2 separate regions of the Sus scrofa genome follow, and region 2 is linked to region 1. Evidence: chromatin contacts called from public promoter capture Hi-C data. All regions are on one chromosome and are shown on one strand. The core of a region is the stretch at or near the end of the contact, and the rest is flanking DNA. Distances in the headings are between cores, read along the strand shown. Region 1 holds the start of LYRM1 (LYR motif-containing protein 1). Region 2 holds the start of ERI2 (ERI1 exoribonuclease 2).

Region 1 (4,840 bases), core at 1,299-3,798:
CCCTAAATTCATACACAGCTGGAAGCAAAGGAGGATTTATATACTAAAAACACATCTGGGGTACTCATTATGCAATTTTTAAAAGTTTATAAGACAAAATCCTGTAAAGAAAAGGCATGCTCTCAAACATCTCACTGAATTCTTTCTTCCCTTTTTTTTTTTTTTTTTTTTTTTTTTTTTTGTCTTTGTAGGGCTGCACCCATGGCATACAGAGGTTCCCAGGCTAGAGGTAGAATCAGAGCTGCAGCTGCCGGCCTACACCACAGCCACAGCAATGCCAGATCCAAGCCGCATCAGCAACCTACACCACAGCTCATGGCAAGGCCAGATCCTTAACCCACTGAGCAAGGCCAGCGATGGAACCTGTGTCCTCATGGATGCTAGTCAGATTCATTTCCACTGAGCCATGACAGGAACTTCATCTCACTGATTTTTTAACACATGGCTTGAGATCCATCTGCCAAAAAAGTTCCAGATGACCACTGCCTCCTCCTCTCCCACTCTCAGCAGGGTGACTTTTTTTTTTTTTTAAATATAATAGGCCAAGTATACCCTCAAAGTAGTATGTGGTAAGACTCTAGGAAAGGCAACAGAATTAAAACGGAGCATCATTTTACAATTCCTTCTCCTTCTTACTCTTATTTTGCCTACCTATTTATGAGCCTATTTCCACCTCTCTGACCTAGAATCTTTTCACTCTCCTCTCTCCCCTAACCCATCTTCCCTCATCTCCTTTCCGCCTACCTCTTTTTTCCTCCCTGAAACTTGCCAAACTCACTCCAGACAGTTTCTGCACTAGCTACTCCTTGAACTTGGAAGGCTCCTCCCCTATCTCTGCATAATGGGCTCCTTTTCATTCGAAGCTCAGCTTAAGCGTCACCTCCTCCGAAAGGTCTCCGACTATATCTCAATCAGACACTTTCTATCACATCACTCTTGTTTCCTTCAGCACTTATCAAAATCTCATTTGCTTATTTATCTGTCCCCACACCACCTCCACTCTAACCTAAGCTCCAGGGCAGCGTGGACCTTACTGCTGTGTTCACCTTCACAGACCCATTGCCTGAAATAATAGCTAGCAATTAGTAGCCAGTCAAGAAAAGTTTGTTGATTGAATGAATTTTGGAGTTTTTAGTCAATGATTCCAATTCAGCTAAAATGAGAAAAGTAGTCATTTTTTTCTTCTGTTACATTTCTGTGAAACATCTAAACATGCCATTACTTGTACAATCAAAGCATTAAATATTCTGTTTTATCAGGCTTGAAAGCCCCGATGAGTAGAATGGAACCCATGTTATGATAATTTGTCTAGCAATAAGCATATAAATTCAGTTGCAGAGGAACAGGATTTATGGACTTTTTCTAATCAAATGATCCCTAAAATTTGGGCACCAACTCTTCAAGTTCTTCAGAAAACACAGCTCCAGATTCAACAAAGAATTTATTTCCAAATTTATAATCCAAAAAAGATTTCCAAAGAAAATATCAACACCAAAATAGGAATCATCACACTTCACTCTGAAATCCCTACAAAAGGCTAAAGTAGCACTACATTTTTTTCCCCCTTAAACCAACAGAATATCAACGGAGATCTTCTTCTTCAATCATTCTTTGCAATTTTCAAATGATTTTTTTACATCCCTTATTGGTTTACCTTCTTCCTTAAAACAAAACTAAACAAGTCACAATGTCTTATTTAACGCCACTTATATACAAACATTCAGCTAAATAAATAAGATGGAAATCAGTACAAGCCAAATGTGTCATCGAAGACTTGTGTGCCAGACACACAAGTGGAGAGAAAGATAAAAGAGCTATTGTCAAATTGTAGAAACAAAAAAGTACATGGGGTTTTCTCTTCTCCAAAGTGCATTATGAAGTGTGGGTGGAGAAAAACACAGAAATCCAGAATTAGCCTAAGATCAAAACATTCTGGAAAGAGTTGACAACATTTAAATTCCTCACATATAAAGTATTCAGAGGAAGAGACCTTGATTCCTGGACTATGATGCCATTCAGGAATCCCTGCAAGGCTTTGGAATTCCAGTATTCTTAGGAGAAAATGCTTATCTTAATCGGGAGCGACCGGGCATTGAGAAGTACTCCCAAAGAGACACAGCTTGTAACTGAAGTATTACAAAGCTTGAAGTTAAGATCTGGGATAGAAGCAGAACACCAAATTCAAAAGAAGGTACCAAGACGAAAGGGAAAAAGAAAAAGAAAAAAACACGATTACTACTTAGCCACGGAGAATTAAAGTGGAAAGGAGGGGTATGCATGGGGGAGGATGGGGGTGGGGGAGAATAGAAAAAAACAATACATTTGTCACCCTGTCCCACTTCCTATACAGGATACAGGCAAAGCTTCCAGCCCCATTACCTCAGGCACAGATGGTTATCGTTTACAGCAAAGGTGCATAGGAAGGCCTCCAGGTCTGAGCCCCTTAATTCCAGGGCTGTTAATGATTAAAGAGAAGGATGGGGGTGGGGAGGGAAATGAGGGCGGAGGAGCTGGAGATTCACCCACCACCTCCTGCTTGGGCTCCTACCTCACTGCACTTACCAGGGGCAGAAGACTAGAGTTTGCACTCCCTCCAGGGCAGCTCCGGCCCCCAGAGCCCCAGGCCTTGGGTGGCGGGTGGGGGGTGCCGGCGGTGGAGGGGCAGAGACAGTAGGTAAGTTTTCTGAGCCTGGGGCTGACACGCCACAGGGCCCCCTCACAGCGTCTTCCTCCAGCGGGACCAGTCCAGACAAGGCGCCGATTTCCACTCCTCCCCTTCTACCCCCCTTTCTCGAAGGTACCCAAACCCCCGCCCCTTCATCTCCCAAAGCCTCCCCTTTTCCTCATACACCCCCCAACCCCCAAACTCACAGCTGCTCCAGAGGTTCCTCCAGTCAAACCCTTTCTGGAAACGACGGCGGCCCGGCAGGTCCAAACCACCTACCATCCCCGCTCGCGTCTTCAAGCACCCTACCCCCACCGCCGCCGCCGCCTCTTCTTCCACCACTGCCGCCGCCTCCTCTTCATCTGCGGCCCACCGGCGGCGGCCGCCCCGAAACCCCGCCCCCTCCATCGCCTCCTGCATCATCACTTCCGGTAACCCCGCGGGCCGCCCGCTCCGGGAGGCGGAATAGGAGAAGGGCGGGGAGGGAACGAGGGGCAGGTTGCGTCACGACGTACGCAAAGACGTACGAAGCCGTCGCCAAGTAAGGGCAAAGACCTAGCGACGCGGAGGGAGGGCTAGGAGGAGATGGACTGGCCCATTTTCGGGGGGGGGGCTGGAATCCGGGGGAGAGGAGAGCGGAAGGGGGAAAGGAAAAATAAGAAAAGGTTGAACTTGGCTATAATTGTTGCGAATACGGTGGAGGGTGGTCTAGAGTGTGACGTTTAAGGAAGGCTCTAGCCTACCCCCGACCTGGTACGAATGCTCCCACGGAGGTTCGTCTGGTGGTTTGGTCTGGCCTGGCCTACCGGACCTGCTTAAGCTCTGTCGACCACGGCTCAGCTGGGCTCCCGGCGCCGCCTCCTCCCAGTCTGCCGTAGGCTGCGGCGCTTCTGTGGGTGGGGGAAGGCTGGACTGACGCAGAGTGAGTGTAGAGAATGGAGACGCTGACTCCTGGCGCGGGAGACTGGGGGAAGGGGTTGGCTCCCAAGGGGCAGGGATGGGTGAGGGTGGGGGGTGCGACGTTGCTAGGAGACGAGCCTGTGTGACCCCAGCCTCGCGAGGGCGGCTCGGTGTCCCCGCTGCTGGCGTGGGGAACCTGCCAAGGGAAGTGGCTCCAGGGCCAGGAAGGGGAAGCCTGGTTTGGGAATGCTGAAAATGCTGGTTTGGGGACCATCTGGGATGTCTGAAACCTTTGGATTCCCGAATGTCAATGGGAGATTAGTAGGGGCAAATTAGTAGGGCGAGGGAGGAAGGTTGACAGGACACCGATACTTTCTAAGATAATGAGAACTAGCTTCTTAGTGCAAAAGGCGTTGGTCTGTGATTCGAGTCTGGGAGAAAGTTAAAAAGTAAATCAATAAAAAATATCAGCAAGTGAGGAATGCCCCAAAGATAGTAATATCAGATGAAGTGGTAGAAGATGGGGTGAGGGCCACTTTAAATCCATAAAGCTACTCAGAGGAGGCTGAGTTTTGCAGAAATCCGAGAAAAGAAGGAAGGTAGGGAATGAGCTTTCTAGGTGGTGAAAAGAGCCAATGGGCAGGGATCTGAGGAAAGAAGGGAAGAAGGCCAGGTGCTTGGAGTAGGAAGGAATAAAAGCAAGAGCCAGGCAGAGTGGTCTGTGATGGAGAAGTGGCAGGGCTTGATCTAGTCTAGTCTTTTAGCCCACGGTGAGGGTTCGGCTGCTACTACATTACTGGAGGGTTTTAAGAAGGAGTGACCAAATCTGATTTATATTTTTAGCAAATCATTCTTGGCTATTGGATAGAGAAGGGTAGAAGTAGTCAGACCTGTTATGAGGCTGTTGCTGTAGGCCAGGTGAGAGGTGACAGTAGTGTTATGATCACAATGGAAATAGAATTGAATTCAGAATGTATTCTGGCTGTAGAGCTTGCAGGACATACTGCCAAATTGGATATGAAGTGTTTGGGAAAAGGAGGAACCAAGGATGACTCCTAAGAGAAAAAGAGTTTGGAAGGGACTATTTTGAATATTAGTTTTGATTAGTCTGTTAACCACAGGTAAAGGTGTGGAGAAGTTAGATATACAAATCAAGGGAAAACTCAGGTAATAAATGTAGCAGTTTATTCCTAGGTCACCTGAGAAGAGGGTGGAGATAAAGACAAAGGCCTCCAAACTCCTTGGGGGCTTTTGACATTTAAAGATGATCCAGAG
Region 2 (4,349 bases), core at 1,505-4,004, 87 kb before region 1:
ATTCAACTGTACAAAAGAATTAGCAATTGACGCATATGTAATTGTTAAATTAAGGCTGCAATCACTCTAAATTAAACATATATTGCCATCATACAGCATTATTGAACAATGACTGTTTTAGTAAAGCATATCAAAATGACCAAAGCAGTATGATATGATGGTTTCAATAAAGTTATGCCAAGGAATAAATCAAACTGTTAAAGTTATGGGCATATCCACTAAAGTTTATTTTCTCAAACTAACTGTTAACTGTTTTATAGCTATAAAATTTCAAGCAACTTATCTAGTGCTACCTTTGGCTATTGGCAGTTCAGACTTACTTATTTCCTGGCTCCGGTGGCATTTCCCATCATTCCAACATGTTGACTCAAAATCAATGACAACTAAGTAGTCAAACAATTGCTCTACAAAAGATCAGAGTGTCCTTAATGTTTTATTAGTACTAAAAACACAAGGCTACAGAATATAAAGAAACTAATGACACTACTTACTAGATTTGCTTCTTCCCAGATTTCCATTTGCTGGTGCAATTGACTTTCTCCTAATTAATCCAAGCTGCCTAAAAAGGTAAACAATCCAGGTATGTCCAACAAACTCATTCATACTCTTCTTTTTATAAGCTAACAAACTGATGGTATAACCCACATTATGAATATATTTATGTATTATAATTGAAATTGAATTAGATTTTGAGGGCAAGACTTTGATTTTTTATACTAACTGCCACCCTCTTTTGATTTTAGTAGTCATTCTACCTGCTTGGGCTTCAAAGTGCATATTTGCAGACTTAAGACAATTATTTCTCCTCCCTTTATTTTATTTAATTTGATTTTATATTTTTTCCTTTTTAGGGCCTCACCAGAGGCATATGGAAGTTCCCTGGGCTAGGGGTCCAATCAGAGCTACGGCTGCCAGCCTTTGCCACTGCCAACACGGGACCCAAGCCTCGTCTGTGACCTACACCACAGCTCATGGTAATGCTGGATTCCTGACCCACTGAGCGAGGCCAGTGATAGAACCCACATCCTACTCAATTTGTTTCTGCTGCACCAGAACGTGAACTCCTTGCTCCTCTTATTTTAGAGTCATACTCAAGTGATTGTAAAGATGTATCGAAAAGCTCAATTTATTTCTGTTTTTGCATTTTTCAAGTCCTCACTGTGTATACAGCTCACTGTGAGAAGACAGGGCAGGTCCAGCCTTCTGGGAGCTTAAAATATCTCGAAAAAAACTAGATATCCATGGCAAACTGCCATAAGGTAATATATGATAAAGGATCCTTAAAGTTGTATGCTAAGTCCACAGAAAGGGATGAACTTGTTACCTGAAAACTGGGTGGGTGTTCAGCCAAAAGACAAAACCAAGGTAAAGAGTGGGAACAGGAAGAATTACTTGCAGCAAGTAAGGGCACTAGGGATCTTTCTCAAAATAGCAAAACTGGGGAAGTTTTAAACTAAGGGTACATGCATATTCATAAAGAGGCTTAGATGGTGGAGAATCTAAGCTTTAGATGATTAAAGTCAAGAGGGTCAGAAAAAAATCATCATCCCTTAGGTTCCAGTTGATCTGGTGGTTGAGGGCTTTGGGCTGATCTTTACCACTGAAAAAGAACTAGGAGGCTTTACAACTGACATATTATTTTTGCTATTGCTATTTCTCTTGCCTGATAATAGTCATTTGTTTCTGCATTCTTTTGTTCCCTTAAGATCATCAATTACTGAGACCTGTTTAAGAACAAGCACTGTGGCCAGGTCAAAAATGGCTTCTGTTAGGTCAAGAAAGCCATACCTGGTTCTTTCTCCAGGGAACCTGTACCCTAGCTGCTTACAAGCTTACTAAGGTCTTAAGTGCTGTGAGACAAACTACTTTGCTGAGTAGGCAGAGTTTAACTAGGCAGACAGCTCCTGTTGGAGTTTTTTGAGTGGTGAACAGCTGACATCTATTGATTGGTTACTACAGAGTAGGCGCTGAACACAGGTGGTGAACTCATTTCATCCTCAACAACTGTATAAGGCAGTCACTTTTGCTACCTATATTTAAAGGGTAAGAAAACAAATTCAGCAATTTGCCCAATGTGAACCCAAGATCATCCAACTCTGAAACTATTTCAGATAGCAGTGTAATGCCTATCCACTAATGCACTGCACTGCTTCCATGAAACGGAAAGGTGAACACCATGTCCAAGAAGCAGTAAAAAAGCCTAAATGATCTACATTATGAACTAAACAGATCACTAGTTAGTGGCAGGGAGAACAGTTTGACGGGTGTGGTGGGGCTGCCTATGATCTTGGAACCGGAGGGCCGTTCTTAATCGTTTCCCGAGGCCTAGAACAAGCAAACGCTGACTCAAGGGCACACAGAGAGCCCTGGTCCTTCCACCCTCGTGCAGAGGGTGGCCTGAAGCTCGAGAGGAGGGAACCTTTCGGCCCGGAGCCGGGAAGAGAGCAGGTCGGAGACGCCCGACCTGCAGAGAATGGAGGCTGACACTGCGGACCCTGGCGCGGACGCCAGTGCCGGACCAGGAGCGACACCCCCCGCCCCAGGCCGCGCAGAAGCCCCTCGCATACCTCGCTAGCTTCTTGGTTGCCATTTCCGAAGCTCCCTACTCGCCGCAGCCCAACGGCCGGAAGTCGCTCTGCCCCCCACTTCCGGTCCATTCAAAAGCCCCGCGCGGCTGAGGCGGCGGCTCTGGCTGAAGCTGAGGCGGCGACTGCGGCGGTGTGCGCTCTCCGCAGGGCTGCTGTTCAGCGGCTTCGGGGGTCAGGGGGGTGGGGAGTGGTTTTTGGTGGGGAAGCCGCTAGGCAGAGCCCCACCCCCCTCTTTTCCAACGGTCAGAGGCGCCGTTCGCGGCGTTGTGGAACCGTTTCGAACGCGGCCTCCGGCGTCCTCAGTAAAACCGTTTGGCTTGGGGGCCGCGGAGTTCGCTGCGCCGCCAAACCGGGAAGACCGTTGGCGCCCTCGCTTTGCGCGGCGGGCGGGGAGCGCTCTGTAAACTGAATTGAGAGGATCTGAGGAAGGTTGGAGGCTGCCGCAGCCCGTGCCGCTCCCCACGCAGGAGCCGCCCGGACTGGCGGGGCGTCGGGGTTTTCTCAGCTCTAACCGATCTTTCTTCACAGCTTCATGGAGCCAGAGAGGGAGAGGACTGGGAGGGCCCCCAAGAGGGGCAAGAAGAGGAGGCGCGTCGCGAACCAGCTGGTCGGGGCGGCTGAGGCGATGAGAGCCCGGTGGGATCTTGAGGAGAGACAGCAGCCCGAGGCCAAGGTGAGCAACGGGGAGCCCGAGGGGGCGGCCCGAGGCGGTTTGGAGCTCCCAGATCCTAATACCATCCCGCTGACGTTGGCAGTTTAAAACGGGTGTCGTGTCTGGCACACGCGAAGAACGCTCATTCAACGAACATTTATTGAAGTCTTTTCTGTTCCAGGAATTGTTCTAGGGTCGGGGGAGATCTCAGTGCACAAAAGCACAAAATTCCCTGCCCTTGTGCAGTTTACGTTCCAGCAGGGGAATAATAAGGCTGATGATCATCCCTGTCATTTATTGAGAGCTAAATATATGTGGTCCATCCCTTCAGTCATCAGATTTCTTTTGTCTATCATGTACTGGTCACTGCCCTAGGCACTTGAGGTACATCAGTGAGTAAATAAATATCTCCACTACCTTGCTGGTGGAGAAAGAAGATAAATAATAGATATGATAAATAAGTTATACAGTATATTAGAAGGGAACTAATGCTGTGAAAACATTTTTAAAAACTTGTGGGAGTTCCCGTCTTGGCTCAGCGGTTAACGAATGGACTAGGATCCATGGGGACACAGGTTCCATCCCTGGCCTTGCTCAGTGGGTTAAAGGATCTGGCATTGTGGTGAGCTGCTGTGTACCTCACAGATGTGGCTGGCAACTGTGGTTCTGATTTGACCCCTAGCCTGGGAACTTCCATATCCCTCACCTGCAGCCCTAAAACACAAACAAAAAAAATTTTTTAAATTATGGCTGGACTTGTGGCTTATAGAAGTTCCAGAACCAGGGATTAAATCTGAGCCACAGCTGCGGACTAAGCAGCTCTGGGATCCTTTAACCCACTACCACCAGCAGAGGATGGAACCCAGTCCTCCGCAGGGACACAATGCCTCATCTTCCCCTTATTTTAGTGTTTACGTTTTTCCCACAATCTACACTACCTCAATGCAACAAAATCAGGAAATAACATGGATATATCACTACCATCTAATCCTCAGACACCAAGATTCTCCAGTTGTTCCAGAAAAGTCCTTTTTAGCAATAAGATCTAGTCTAGAATCACATGTTACATTTAGTCTACAAGTCTCCTTCAGTCCAAACAATTGTTTGTT

Evidence for each region. Promoter capture Hi-C pulls out the DNA fragments that hold promoters and counts their contacts.
Region 2: a contact with region 1 is called in a promoter capture Hi-C map of fetal liver, with 3 times the contacts expected there. The contact joins the promoter of ERI2 here to the promoter of LYRM1 in region 1. A contact is called at or near these places in 2 of 5 promoter capture datasets (fetal liver and liver), 4 of 47 Hi-C or Micro-C datasets (embryonic fibroblasts, heart right ventricle, liver and 1 more) and 2 of 2 datasets of contacts at active chromatin or transcription factors (alveolar macrophages and skeletal muscle).

The regions. Positions count from the first base shown.
Region 1 is chr3:25,149,720-25,154,559 of Sscrofa11.1, reverse strand. It overlaps LYRM1 (LYR motif-containing protein 1), which reads left to right and starts at 2,548. Exons shown (of 4, transcript XM_021086518.1): 1 at 2,548-2,674. DCUN1D3 (DCN1-like protein 3) reads right to left here and starts at 3,059. Exons shown (of 4, transcript XM_021086516.1): 1 at 2,872-3,059.
Region 2 is chr3:25,237,303-25,241,651 of Sscrofa11.1, reverse strand. ERI2 (ERI1 exoribonuclease 2) reads right to left here and starts at 2,754. Exons shown (of 10, transcript XR_002342391.1): 1 at 2,568-2,754; 2 at 492-559; 3 at 321-404; 4 at 1-6. It overlaps REXO5 (putative RNA exonuclease NEF-sp), which reads left to right and starts at 2,646. Exons shown (of 20, transcript XM_021086509.1): 1 at 2,646-2,718; 2 at 3,117-3,261. The coding sequence starts at 3,121.